2 separate regions of the Anas platyrhynchos genome follow, and region 2 is linked to region 1. The links are chromatin contacts, called in public Hi-C maps. All regions are on one chromosome and are shown on one strand. The core of a region is the stretch at or near the end of the contact, and the rest is flanking DNA. Distances in the headings are between cores, read along the strand shown. Region 1 overlaps SCFD2 (sec1 family domain containing 2). Region 2 overlaps SCFD2 (sec1 family domain containing 2).

What was found. Hi-C and Micro-C count contacts between places; a contact is called where the count stands out from the background.
Region 2: a contact with region 1 is called in a Hi-C map of skeletal muscle, with 2.5 times the contacts expected there. The contact joins two enhancer-like sites. A contact is called at or near these places in 3 of 8 Hi-C or Micro-C datasets (F1 follicle, skeletal muscle and subcutaneous adipose tissue).

The regions. Positions count from the first base shown.
Region 1 is chr4:52,194,110-52,196,764 of IASCAAS_PekinDuck_T2T, forward strand. The region is part of intron 3 of SCFD2 (sec1 family domain containing 2); the gene reads left to right. Among named protein-coding and RNA genes, the nearest start is that of SCFD2, 48 kb to the left of the region's middle. Within about 2 kb of position 1,337, at least 1 of the 8 cell types and tissues checked has an H3K27ac peak or open chromatin away from gene starts, as enhancers often do.
Region 2 is chr4:52,280,724-52,283,378 of IASCAAS_PekinDuck_T2T, forward strand. All of the region lies in intron 5 of SCFD2 (sec1 family domain containing 2), which reads left to right. Among named protein-coding and RNA genes, the nearest start is that of RASL11B, 61 kb to the right of the region's middle. Within about 2 kb of position 1,303, at least 4 of the 8 cell types and tissues checked have an H3K27ac peak or open chromatin away from gene starts, as enhancers often do.

The sequences.
Region 1 (2,655 bases), core at 87-2,586:
TGAAAGTTTAATATAGGCAGTTACCCCTAAGATGCTTAATTCTGGAAGCTTTTACCTACTTATTCATACAGTTCTGAATTTGTTTTGATGCTTAGGAAGGCAACTGGGAAATACTGTAGTCAGCAGATAGAAATGGTTATGTTTTGTTTATAGTGTGTTAAGTCAGAAGAGGATACTGAATGATAGAGTATGTTTAAAAAAAAAAAAAGTAATAATAGGTTCAAATTGCCATGCATTTAAACTCTGAGTGACTAAAATGCAAAATTCTTAATTCATTTCAAGACACCCAAGTTGTCAGTCGTGTTTGTCCAGTCATTCTGAATGTGCTGGGAAACTGGAAACCCTAGATAACCTAGGAATCGTAAAATGTAACGCGGGCCCATACCCAGGCGTCTGCATTTAGGTACTTAGAACTGAACATGGTGATTATTAGAGTGCTTTAATTATATTTCTCCCAATTACCTGATTGCTTTTTGTTTTATGTAAAAATTTTGAAAATAGTGTCAAAACTGATGGTTGTTTCCTGTCAACAGTGACAGTGATGGCAGCAGCTTCCACTACCACAGTGCTGTGTGTGTATGTGAGGGGTGAAGTGGGTTTCTGGTCCCGTGCCTCCTTCAGGTTAGTGACATGAAGAATACGAGATCTTCAGTTTCTGAACCAGGCACCCTCACCTCATATTCCCATACGCTCTGGCCCCACAAATCCACACTGCAACTTCCCACTCCAACCCTTTCTTCCCCATCCAGGAATTCACCTTCTGCTTCTATGTCCTCAAACGCCCTGGGTTTACATGACTTCAGACGTGACAGGCAAGAGGCCTTGCCTCCCTGAAGGACCTTCGCTCTGCTGCTCCTGCAGTTGTGAAGAAAGAAGGCAACAGGTGACCATCAACCAGAGCAGAAGGGTTTGTGTTTGTGGGAGATGAGCATATGCTATTAGAAATACGCCTGTCACATCTGCTTCGGCCTGCTCTAAGGTTTTAGTGCTCTTCAGGTTCGGGGCCTTCCTTTGGAAAAGTCATCCAGACCGTATCCCATCATGGCCTATCTTCTGTCTCTCCAAAGAAGGAGGGAGTAGGTGGTGTTCTCTTCTTTATTAGCAATTCAAGGACTGGGTGACTTTTGAAATTAACTAATTTCAAGACCTGAATTATTTTCATGGTATTTGCTGTTAAAGAGTGATATTGAAATCCATGAAGAAGTACAAAAACATGTTGTGTTAATAAGAATAACATCTGGAAATTACACCAATGTGGAGCCATGAAGGGGCGTCATCTGTCCTACTAAATTGCTCTCAGTTTGCAAAATATCCAACTCCCTTGGCAGCACCGTTGCCCAATTGGCCTCATGGATTCTGAGATCTTTCTGCATTCCTCAGGAGTATCCGGCATTGGATGTGAACAGGGGCAAGCTACCGGGAAGGACAGATCTATATTCTTAAAATTAAAAATTACAGATAAAGAAAACAATTTATTTGGAATTTTTCAGCCTTTAAAAAGTCTAGTCTGTGAACGTATGCGTTCCAAGATAATTTCTTATTCGGGGCTCTGTCAAGTGAAAAATGGACCTCGGCAGTAGTGCTCCAGCCAGTGAAGCTCGAACAGCGTTCTCGCATGAAATTGAACTAAGTTTAAAGCTATGCGTATTTGGCGGTTCCTGGAGTCTTGGAAAAGCATCCACTTATTTATTCAATTGGTCACAAAATGTACTTTCCTCTTTACTTGTTTTCTTGTCCCTGTGGAGATAATTAACTAAGTGTTAGATGAAGAAATAAGGACTGTATGTTTGGAACAGCGCGTTGATATTTCTGACCTTTGCTCTTTAGACACCTCATTCATCCATAAATCTTTATGTTAAAAAAAAAAAAAACACTTTGGGATTCTGAATTTTAAAAATTTACTAGTAAATCTATCTTGAAAAATAATTATTGTTTGAAGTGATGCCTGCATTATACTACATATGCTGCAGCATTAATTTAAGGTGGAAAAACATCATAGCGTCGAGTTGTGTCTTGATGTCTACATATGCAGTTTGTCTGGTTAACATTTGGTTTAACTTTTGAGGTGAAAGTCTGTCTCTCCCACTCAGGCTACTTTTACTACTGAAAAACAGACTTTTGACAGATCTTTAATATGGTAAATTGCTGGTAATTTCTGCCTCAGTATGTCCAACTTAAACCATCAGCTGTGCTAGTAGTAGAACTGCTACTTCCCTACTACACATCATCATTTGTGCGTGTGGTATTAACTGTGCATTTTCTATGTGGTATAGCCATTGCATGTGTTAGTTTTCACTGTTGCTACCTTCATAATTAACAAAAAAATAATTTGTGTTGACTGTTATTTTTTTCTTAATATAGGGTACCACTTCTGTAATTTAAAAACTTGGCAAACTGCTCTGTAGTTCTTTTGGGATCTGCCCTAAATCTTGAAAGTTGGAGGTGGAATTCAATGTCTGTATGTCCCTGTATGTTTGCAAATCAACTACCTTAGGAGTGAAGGTTTGAAGGGGACCATTTGTACTTAATTCAGTCTTACGAGCATTTATGCAGCTGCTCGTAATACACCTGTCAAGCCCTGCCTTAGAAAAAGCTAAATTTGTTTGCCTCCACTCTTGTCTCCAGCACTGGAAGATCGATTGATTCAGCAATATG
Region 2 (2,655 bases), core at 53-2,552, 87 kb after region 1:
AACATCATATTTAAGCACACACCTTAGTGTGCCATATGTGCTTCAAGTAATAGCGAGCGATTAAAACAACATCTTTATCAAAACATTCATGCGGTGATGCATTGCTTTGGTAAGAAATTCCTACGCTATTAAAAGATTATTTGAAAGGGAAATGGTTTATTGAGTTTTTTTGAATTTTCTCTCCCCTAGAACTAATATTTTAAAGTTAAATACTGAGCTTGGTTATGGAAGATTGTTTCATTTTAATGGTATCACAGGGTTTATTTTAAGGTAATTTCTAAGTTAATTACAGCAAACTACATCTTCTGGTATTCTACCATTTAGTATTAACTGTAATAAAATAGTGAGTTTATTTAATGGAAAGGAAGATTTTCTTTTCCCTGCCAGCCAATGCAGCACATGCCAAAGGAAGACCAGCTAAACATTGTGAAATCTGAGAAGAAACACCATTCACAGTTGTTATTCCATTACCTCTGTCATCTTTGTTTATCATCATAAACAGGGTATTTATGTTTCGTTTTGTTTTGTTTTTGAGATTGCAGTTGAGATTCACTGCTTACAGGGCTTCATATGGAAAGAGGTGGCTATTATTTATGTAACACAAATACCCACCAGGCCATGGAAACATTGCCATGCAGGGACCATGACAACCATTTTGAGAGCCAAATTTTGTTTTTAAGCACGATGTGACCTTTAGGTACTTCTACAGATAGTCTATAACTGAGAACAAAATTTCTCAGTATCTTCTATCCCCAGAATTAACATGAAATCTCATTGGTGTAAAAAGTGGCAGCTTGGTTTTTTACCAGCAGGAATGGACAAAATAAGCAGATAAATTGGTCCACATTCAGGATGTGAGTAAAAACAGCAAACTTCAAGCTCAAACGTGATGAGAATGAGAGTAATAAAGAGTAGAAGTATGTCAAAATCTGAAGGGAAGAGCCTTTCCCTCTTTATTCTTAACATAGCCTGTTGAACATTTTGGGTGAGAGAAGGCAGCCTGCCTGCTCTCCTCTGCCCGGGGGCTGTACGAGTGGCTTGGCTCTTACACAGCCAGCTGCCCCTCGCTGTGCTGCTGCAACACACCCACAGCCCCTTCGCTTGCCCCAAAATTAAGCATGTTCCCAGCCACAGCCACACAGGGAGGAGACAGCAGTGAATGTAGGAGCTGGGTTGGGTTTCCGTCTGCTGCAGTGGGTTTTGTGGCACGGGGAAACGCAGTTTTACTCTTAACCTAGTCCTGTTGAACATGTTCTGCTGAAAGGCTTTGCAACTGTGCCTGTTATCCTCGGGAAGACAGAGGTCAGGGAGATCCCGCTTGTTGGTTTAACGTATGGGCACAGCGGGTGGAGATGGCTGCTCACACTCCACGGGCTAGTCTGGAGCAACTACCCGTGTCTCCTCGCATTAGATGTGCTGTCGGTGCTCAATCGGACGAGGGGAAGCCCTTGTCAAGTCCCGTCACCGTGGATGTGGCTCGGACGGACGGGGGCTGCCTCTTGCACCCCAGCACCCCTCATCGGAGGTGTGGGAAGAGCAGCTCTCTGCTTGCTCAGCAGGATCGTGGCACTCGGGGGCAGGCTGCGGAGACGTGACCTCTGTAGCCTCTGCGCAGCACATTGCATTCAAGCAGTAATTAGCAGCGGTGTGGAACTAACTTGGGGAACTCAGGAACAATGCCGTGGCCCAAGCTACTGCCTTTTTAAATTAAATCAGTGTCTGGGGGTAGTTACCGACTTGTCTCTTCCTCTCCCCCTTCTCCTTCTTCCCTCCTACCCCCATTGCAGTATTTCTAGATGGTGTTTTAGCAAAGGCTGCAAATAAAAACATTTTTTCTTCTGCTGCAGACACAACCGATTATGGGTATACAATGATAATTATGTTTTTGTAGTGGAAGTGAAACACTCCGCTCCATTATCAGCTTTGTTATCAGGCCTTACAATTTTTATGGGATAGTATTTCTGTGGTATTATCAGCACTGTATATGCAATTGAAAACTAGATGCAGTAAATTATGGCTGAACACCAGCAGTCCAAAGGTTAATTTGATTGTGCAAGTACAACCTCAGAGTTATGCATAAACATATGCTCTACATACTTATTAACAAGCAAGGTCAGACTGGCATGAGTTTTGTTATATTTATATTTCCTGAATATTCTTCAAGAGTTTACATATGATCTTCAGGACAGATAACGCCGAGATCTGTTTTCAGGAAATGCCTATTTTAACCGTAAGGAAAATAGCAGGATTGAAATTGTTAGCTTGAAGTTTGCCTGTTTTCCAGTTAATGGAGGGGTTGATAGGGGTCTGAAAGAGTGCCAGTAACTTGTGGTTGGCATCACCCTCAAGGCTGTGTGTGTTTGGGAAAGGCACAGCGAAGGAAACCTGTGAACCCTAAAGCATTTGCAAGTTGTAATCAGATGTACAGCTGCGAGGGAGTACTTCAAAGAACCTCCTCTGTGCATTTGTATTTCAGTGCAACTGCCTGCAGCTTGAGATGAGGCTCTTTCACAGCACCCACCTTTCCGAAATCACGGTTGGGTCATCCCTCTCCTTTATGCCAAAGGAGCTGGACAGCTAATACAGGGTGAAGCGAAGCTCCTCAGTTACATTTCTTCTACTGATTTAGAGCATTTTCCTGTGATCACTTGCTGT